Regions from separate parts of the Mus musculus genome. Here regions 1 and 2 are each linked to region 3. A link is a contact called in public promoter capture Hi-C data. All regions are on one chromosome and are shown on one strand. Each heading gives the region's core, a stretch centred on a gene start, on an enhancer-like site or on the middle of the called end of the contact. The rest is flanking DNA. Distances are from core to core; before and after follow the strand shown.

The links. Promoter capture Hi-C pulls out the DNA fragments that hold promoters and counts their contacts.
Region 1: a promoter capture Hi-C map of pre-B cells shows a contact between it and region 3, with 4 times the contacts expected there. The contact joins the promoter of Ssr1 here to the promoter of Eci2 in region 3. A contact is called at or near these places in 3 of 39 promoter capture datasets (hippocampal neurons, liver and pre-B cells).
Region 2: a contact with region 3 is called in a promoter capture Hi-C map of pre-B cells, with 2.2 times the contacts expected there. The contact joins the promoter of Txndc5 here to the promoter of Eci2 in region 3. A contact is called at or near these places in 2 of 39 promoter capture datasets (liver and pre-B cells).

What each region holds. Positions count from the first base shown.
Region 1 is chr13:37,992,895-37,995,627 of GRCm38.p6, reverse strand. Ssr1 (signal sequence receptor, alpha) reads left to right here and starts at 1,420. Exons shown (of 8, transcript NM_025965.4): 1 at 1,420-1,623. The coding sequence starts at 1,545.
Region 2 is chr13:38,526,953-38,529,797 of GRCm38.p6, reverse strand. Txndc5 (thioredoxin domain containing 5) reads left to right here and starts at 1,314. Exons shown (of 10, transcript NM_145367.4): 1 at 1,314-1,610. The coding sequence starts at 1,390. Gm31834 (a long non-coding RNA gene) reads right to left here and starts at 1,895. Exons shown (of 2, transcript XR_382215.4): 1 at 1-1,895.
Region 3 is chr13:34,992,629-34,995,396 of GRCm38.p6, reverse strand. Eci2 (enoyl-Coenzyme A delta isomerase 2) reads left to right here and starts at 1,253. Exons shown (of 10, transcript NM_001110331.1): 1 at 1,253-1,383; 2 at 2,167-2,329. The coding sequence starts at 1,340.

The DNA.
Region 1 (2,733 bases), core at 171-2,670, 3.0 Mb before region 3:
GATGGTACAGAGACACTGTCCTTGTACCGAAGATCTCACTGTCTCCCTTTCTGAGGTCTGACTTCAGGTGGTGGCACTTCTGACTCCTTAATGTTCATAGAATTTATAGACAGTCTCTTTCCCCTGTTCAGGTCAGACATGTGTTCATCTGATCTGAACCTACTGGGGTTAATTAAGTTGAGATATGGTCTGTGACTTCCACTTCAGTCATCTTCAACAATTCTGAGGGGAGTTTATTTGTCCCTCTGTGGCTCAGAGGCTCCAATGATCCTGGTGGCTGCTTAACCTGTGTAGTGGTTTGAATGAGAACTGCCCCAGTAGGCTTGTGTTTGAATGTTACATCCCAGTTGGTGGAACTGTTTGGTAAGGACTTATGTGAGGAGGTGCATTGTTGGGTGTGGGCTTTGAGGTTTCAAAAGTCCGTACCATTGGACTTACCTCTCTGCCTTGTCCTTTGGGGCTGAACATATAAGCTCTCAGCTTCCACGTTAGCACTGCCTGCCTGCTCCCATTCTCTCTGATGCGATGGTCAGGAACTCACCCTCTGAGACTGTAAACAAGCCTACAAATCAAACACTTTCTTTTATAAGTTGCCTTGGTAATGGTATCTCTTCACAGCAACAGAAAAGTAACCAAGACAGTCCCTGAATCAGGATTGTGGCTGGAGGTTCTCAGCGCAGCCACTACATCCCGAGTGTTTCACACTGACCAGCTGAAGTTGCCAGAAATATGCCAGAAGTGAGATCTTTGGCGTAGAAACTGCAGAAAGGCTAGGTAATTGCTAAGTTTGGGTTGTTAAGAAAAATTACAGAACTGAACCTCTAATGATCAGAGTTCAAGCCCAGAACCCATCTAAAATGTGGAGAGAATCAGTTCCCTAGAAGTTGTCCTTTGACTGACCTTTACATCTATCTGTGCACTGGCAATTATACACCAGAGAGACAGTCAAATTTAAAAGAATAAAACTCCAGAACTCCGATTGTTTATTGCAGGGGGGGTAGAATTTTGTGACAAGGTATTAACTCTGTAGCCCAGTCTTGCCCCGAACTCGCTACATAGCCCAGGCTGGTCTCCAGCTCGCTGCAATCCTCCTGCCTCCATCTCTCAAACTCTGGGGTTACAATGTGAGACATCACTTTCGGCTTTTTATTTTTATTTATTTATTTTGTCGTTATCCATATCCTTTACTTTCTGTCTTTCAACTGCCACACATGCGGGAAGTTTCCACTCCTTGGCCCCTCAAAGCAACGGGGGACAAAGCGATGCTAAGCATCTGGAAGAGATAAGCCTGCTCAGCTAGGCTCTCGCGGGAGCCCGTAGGCTCCCCTGGTCCCCGCCACCGCCGGCCACGTGATCTCCCGGCCCGCAGGCCCCGCCCCTGGGCGCTTAGAGGCCACGTCGACGGTGGCGGGGAGGGGCGACGGATGGCGCGCGTGCGTGCGTGCCCCGCCCCTCCACCGCGGCCCGGATGAAGAGTAACGCCATTACCGCCAGAGCCTCCGAGAGCCCTAGCGGACCCGCACCGGACGCTGACCGGCCGTACCATGAGACTCCTCCCCCGCCTGCTGCTGCTGTTCCTGCTGGCCTTTCCCGCCGCCGTGCTGCTCCGAGGCGGCCCCGGAGGTGAGAGACGCGGGGCTGGGTTGGGGACCGCGGCCGACCCCCGGCCCGGCTCTCGTGGGCCATGCTATCCCCCGCCCCGGGACCCCCCGCAGCTCGGCGTCCTCAGCGAGCGCGGGCCCGAAGCCCGCGGTCCGCAGGACCCACGCCAGGGTCGGCCTCGCTTCTCCGCCCGCGCTCGCCGCGGGCCGCCCGTCCCCAAGCTCTGCGCTGACGTGTCGCTAGCCACACGCCGGCGCGCCTCCATTCATTCGCCCACTGTAGATTCTTCTCCTCGGCGCGTGGATCGTGTTCGCCCGGCCCCCTCGCTCGCCCATCGCGGTCTGTGTGGACCGCGAGGCTCGGTGTCCAAATCCGTCCCCTTCCTCCGGCTGCTTGTCAGCCGCTACCGTAGAGTATGGCCGGATGGCCTCCTCCTTCCTTTTCTAATTTCTCTCCCCTCCCCTCCCTTTTCCAGCCAGTTTTTGCTGGTTGAAAATATGCTGCGAAAAAGTTATTTCGAGCTTTGTAAGTTTATTCTTTCCAACGATTGACCTGGGCTAAAAACTTGGCAGAATGTAAAAACGTAGAAACTTGTTCCCCCTTGCCCGCCATGTCCATTAATTTTGCTAGTTTATAAAAACAACTAGTTTGAGTGGTCACCAGAAAGAATTCCTTTTCTTTCTCTAAGTTTCTGTGGCCCAGGGCATGAGAAATAACGAGCCATGTTATGAACTCTTTGGCCAAGCACACAGAAGTGCTTGGCTTCTACTTAGTAACTAGTATGACTTTGAATTATAGCTGTTAGGGATTTTGGCTTGGGAGTGTGGTGGTGGGGACATAAGACAGATGTTGAGACCGAGTCTCATGTAGGTAACCCTGGCTGCGTTGTAAGTTGGTGCCCTAGCTAGCACGTCCTTGAACTTATGATCCTTGTGCCTGTACCTCTGGGGTGCTGGGTTTCAGGGTGTCACCACACCCCGTGGATGAAGTGGTGGGGATGAACCCAGGGCTTCCATCGTGCCAGGCATGCAAGGCACATATGCACACTACAACCTTAGACCATTGGGGTTTTCTTTCTTTCTTTAAATCTGGCTTTTGATAAATTACCTGTAAACTATGAATGAACTGTTT
Region 2 (2,845 bases), core at 65-2,564, 3.5 Mb before region 3:
ACAGCATCAGGGATTTCTATTTTAGTCTGTATGCCAAGGCTACTGGGCAGAGTTGGTGTGCTGGTTCAAGTTGGAGCAACAAATTGCCATAGTCAAAATCACGTGGGCAAAGGATGCTCATAGAACTTCTCCTGCGATGGGCAAGTTTAGGTCTGTTCAGGTTAGGAAAGCCGGAAGAAGCGTTTGGCTGAACTGTGCTTACTCAGAATGTGAGGGCACAAAGGGAGAGAGGGGGCAAGCAAGAGATGCTGCAGTTTGGTGTTTGGAAAACCATGGTTAAACATTTACAGGTGGACGAACCTAACATGAGAATAGTTACAGATGATGTGAGTTTCCCTGCCCCTCCCTTTACCACCACCCCCAACTGTTGCTAACCCAGGCTTTTGGTTTAGGGAGGCTGAGGCTAATAAAGATCAGGTGATTTTCAGAAGTGTTGCTCAGAAGTCCAATACAAGATGGCCATGTACTCTTCTTACTATGCCCGTTGCTTTTTCCCAATAAAAGATCACCATATATATGTCTTATGATGCCAGCTTCCTTTTCATCGGTACAGAGCATAGCTCTAGGACCTCTCTCAAGTGTCTAGTGGTTGTTTCGTTCTCCCTAACTTAGCTCCAGGTTTTCAAGGCAGGGCAGGGAGCTTAGATTGCCACCCGACTTAAAGTTCAAGAGTTGGCGTGGGTCCATGCGCCCCAGCCCAGGCGTTAGCTCTCACCCAGAACAGCTGTTGCCATTCATTTTCCTATCCAGGGTGAGTTAGGGCACACAGGGCACTAGCCAGGGCCTGAAGGAAGGGCCACTTTGACTGCCTTTCCTTTTCAAAGTGAAGGCAGGGCAGGATAACAGAGGAGGTGCTCTTGGGAAGTGGTTTCATCACACCCCCTGAGGCCAGGCCCTCAAATCACAGTTGAGCTTTGGCTAAGAATCTGACTTATGCAAGAGCAAACCCCACACACGTTTGCCTGATTTCCTCCTTTCTGCTGACAGCAGCTCAGCTTGGTCCTAAACTCTCGGGTCTCTTGGTGTCTGATTAGTTATCAACAGAAGCTGCCACTGTTCCATAGCTTGGCAGCTTGGCCTCTTCGTCCCTAGCAGGGAAAGGCTGATGAGGAGCTTGGGAAGGAGAATGAGCTCAGCGGGATGGAAGGGAACCGGACTGAGATAGCGCTGGAGGTGCTGCACAAGGACCCCAGGACCTAAGCGACCTCTTCCTGGTGGCTTTCAGCAGAAGACAGCAAGTTGCTAGGTGAGCCGGCGGGACAGGGGGCGTGGCTCTGCGAGCGGGGGCGTGATTGAGGCGTGGCTCTGCGGTCGTGGGAGGAGCCGGGGCGGGAGCGGCGCCGCGGAGGGGACCCGCGGCACGAGCGAGAGCTCGCCAGCCCCGCCACGATGCCCCCGCGCCCAGGACGCCTCCTCCAGCCGCTGGCCGGGCTGCCGGCCCTGGCCACGCTCCTGCTGCTGCTCGGGGCGCGCAAAGGCGCCCGGGCCCAGGAGGTGGAAGCGGACAGCGGGGTCGAGCAGGACCCGCACGCCAAGCACCTGTATACGGCCGACATGTTCACGCACGGGATCCAGAGCGCCGCGCACTTCGTCATGTTCTTCGCGCCCTGGTAACTGCAGCTCCAGCAGGCCGGCGGAGCCCGATCTGGGACCGGGGACCAGGGACCTGGAGCCGGGGACCGGGGAGAGGGCGCGAGGCCGCGCAGGCTGCGCCGGGGGCGTGGGCCGCGCTCGGGCCTCGCCGCTGACGTGGCGCTAGCCGCCGGCCTGCGAGCTAGGAAGGGCGGGCCCCGAGGGGAGACCCGGAAAAGCCTCTCCACCCCGCCACACTGCTGGAGTCCAGGCATCCCCCGCTTCTGTCCCCTGCCCAGCTCCCCAAACTTCCTGTGCTGGCCGGACGCGGCGGGAGCCCGGCGTCCACGTGCCCTATCCTGAAGGGTTCTTCCTGCTGGCCCATCAATATTGGGTTGGATTGGAAATCTAAGGCCCCCTCAAGATGTGATTGCCCACTTTGTGTGTCGAGGGTAGGAAAAGATAGCCTAGGTCGGGAACTGAGACTTCCCCGGCCCCTGGAGTCCAGCGAGGTGCCAGTTTTGGAGTCTCCGCTGCACGCTGGAGTGGATGTGAGCTGTATTCTCAAGGCCTTTAACTCTTTCACCTCCTGTTCTCATTTGGGGCCCGGTCATTTGGAAAGTGTGAGGTCGAACTGTTCTTCCTAAAAGTCATAACTTCAGGCTTCCATTCTTCGGTTGGGGCTTCCTGGTGCACCTCACTACCCCAAGAATTAGTCTAGACATAGCAGTGCTTTGCTACTGGGGCCTAGATGCTCAGAGAAAGAAGTTCTCCGGTCCACAGCAGAAAGCGGTATTTAGAGCACAGGCTCTTGAGATGTGGGATGTTCTGGCTGTGTTTATTGCTGAGCAAAGTACTCTTCCTCTAGCTCAGTAGGGACTCATTAAGGACAGGGGGTTAAGCAGTTAAGAAAAATGTGCCTGTGGAATCCAATGTAGTCAGTGATTGTATTTTTCTAAAGTGGGAGAAACTTTGCCCATAACCCTAGAGCGGGCTATTACTGCATTTCAATTCGTTTAGTGTTAAATTAACTTTGTGGGGGAGGGGATCATTTTGGCTCACAGCCATTATCAGTTAAGAATGCAGGAATGGGATACACTGTTTTACATTCCCAAGAACAGCCACTTGAGTCTGTAGAACTACCATTGAAAGAAAAAGACTGGGAGTCTGCCACAGTCAGTCGCGTTAATAGTTACTCTGTGCACAAGTCGTCTCAAAGTAGTGATTCCAGTTAAGTACACCACAGGACTTAATTGGAGTTGATTTCGGTGGA
Region 3 (2,768 bases), core at 4-2,503:
CTCCTTCTCCAAGGTCTTTATAAGAACCAGGAGTGGAGATTCGAACTCTGGTGAGATCTTGAGGAGGATTCTGCCATTCTCACTCTAGTACAGAAACAAAACTCTCAGAGACATGCCCGGGCATCTTGACTGCACTGTAAAGTAGATCAAAAGCATACCCAATGGCTCTTTTTAAAAAAATGTATTTGTTGTAACTTTTTTGTTTTACTTTGTCTATTTATTTAACTGTCGTTATGTAATTGGTTTTGCATACTGGTATTATGCATACCATCTGTGTGTCTGAGGGCTGTTTAGGTCATAAAATGTGTCTGTCCCCTTGGAACTGGAGTTATGAATGGTTATGACCCACCCTGTAGATTCAGAGAAACCAAACCCGGGCTTTCTGCAAGAGCCACGACTGTTCTCAAATAGCCTAGTCAATTCTCTAGCTCTACCAATTAGCTCTTCCGTGGCTCTCTATTACTCTTAGCACAGAACATATATATATTCATATCAAGAATTTTATCTACGTGCAAAGAGGATCATTTGAGTCGGCAGGGAGGTCTAGGACTCACTATGAAGGTACTTTACAATGCTAGTTCCAGGTCTCACACACTACAAGAGCTTCTTAACGTGGGCGCAGTGATCCTCAAGCTCAACTAATACTCTGCTCAGTGTGGTTCCCTTTCCTTGCGAACTGCCCCACCCCCACCCCAATCTTCAGCCAGACGTGGTGTTTACTGGAGGTGGCCTCTGCTAAGCATGAGAATCACCTTAGGGGCAAACGCCTACATTAATGAAGCTTATACCGTTTCATGTTCAGCTTAAACTTAATTGTGCAAGATAAGCATATCCAGGAGCACTCTTGTCCATATAATCTTTTAAACATAATGTTCCATGACCTTAGACTGAACGTGCTCAGGAGCGTGCTCCTAACTAAACATTCTGGGAGCTGTCCGGTTTGTAAATAAATATGCTTAGGCTCTCTGATTAATATTCCGAAGAACACAGTGAACCGCCTCCGTACCCTGTCCCTCTTTGCCAGATCTTGTGCCAATCACCTTTGTACGGAGTTGGACCTGGGCCAGGCATTCTAGGCTCCTCCTCGAAACCCGCCCATTCTCAACTCTGAAGGAGTCGCTAGTCGCACCCCTGCCCAGGGCTCACATCCAAGATTATCTCCGCCAGTCTTTTTGTCCCCGGGTCCTTTCACAGGCCGAGCTCACATCCTGGCCCCGCCCCTGAACCCTGGCCCCACCCACGCCCGGAGCGCACCTCTGGCTCCGCCCCTTCCCGGTCTTGCCCTGCAGTTTCTGCTGGGCCTAAGCCTCCGGGCTCAGTTTGACCACAGTATCTAGCTATGGCGGCAGTGACCTGGAGTCGGGCTCGATGCTGGTGTCCGAGGTAAGCTTGCAGCCTCGACTCTCCGGCCCAAAGTCGCCAGCGGGAATTTTCGCCCGCCCACGGAGCCGCCCGCTTTGTCATCTGGCCTGGCTAGCGAGACAGCAGGATATTACTTTGACGATTTCCCAGCGAGAGAGCTCTAAAGAGTGACCTCGAAGGTTCTTCCTCTGCTGAGTCCCAAAGGGTAAGGATGGACGCGCTCCGGTCGCCTCCGTCGGTGCTTGGGTCCCCGGGGCACCCAGGCCTCCAGGCCCAGCCCGGGACTTCCTAGGGCACGCACGCAGTGCCTTGGCTAAGATGACACTTTGTCCAATATTGCTAGTTAGCTCTGAGCGCTGCTGAACCAGTGTGGGGTTTCAAGCAGTAAGCTCACTTTGTTCAGAGAAGTGGCTGGAGAGAGTGCTCCATAAGTAATAACCCAAAGAACTATGGAGCAAAGTGAACCGCTGTGTGACTTTCTCAAAAGGCAAAACTTACCCTCCATTTGAATGAGCGTGCAATAAGCGTCAGTGGGAAGTTGCTTACTTAGGGAAACTGTTGGGGTTTTTGTTGTTGTTGTTGTTTTTGTTTGTTTGTTTGTTTGTTTTTCGAGACAGGGTTTCTCTGTATAGCCTTGGATATCCTGGAGCTCACTTTGTAGACCAGGCTGGCCTTGAACTCAGAAATCCGCCTGCCTCTGTTGTAGATGCATGCTGTTCTGATCAACATGAGTTGGAGCCAATCAGTAATCCTGTTGCTGCAGAAATAAAAGGGCAAGGAACAAACAGAAACCACTATTTGTAGTGTCCTGCAGGTCTTCAGATTACAAGTGGCTAAACTGCACTTGGGCAGACCAACAATGAGAGCCAGTCAGCAGGACTTTGAAAATGCATTGAACCAGGTGAAACTCTTGAAGAAGGACCCGGGAAACGAAGTGAAGCTAAGACTCTATGCACTGTACAAGCAGGTAATAGACTGAGCTCTGTTGTAACTTAAACGCATTTTGAGCAAATGATTCCTGAATTTGATACGTTTCTGATACGTTTCTAACACTGTTTCTAACATTCCGGTTGCATGGCTGGCTCCCCTTTGGGGTGTATGTATGCAGGCTTTATTTTGTTTTGTTTTTCATATTAGGCCTTTATATGCTATTAAAGCACAGAGTAGCCTCCTCTGCTTCTCTCCAGAATAAAGAGATTTGGAAGATACACCATTTATATTCACATGTTTGGAGCCTGCTTGAGCCCTTCCTAATGAGAATAATTCACTGGGGCAGTTGGATAAACTTGAATACGGACCGAGTTTTACCATCATTTACCAGTGTCCTGGTTATCGTTAACAGTGCCATGATTAATTATATAATAAAATGTTGGTGTTTCGGGGAAATAGATAGTATTTAAGGATGA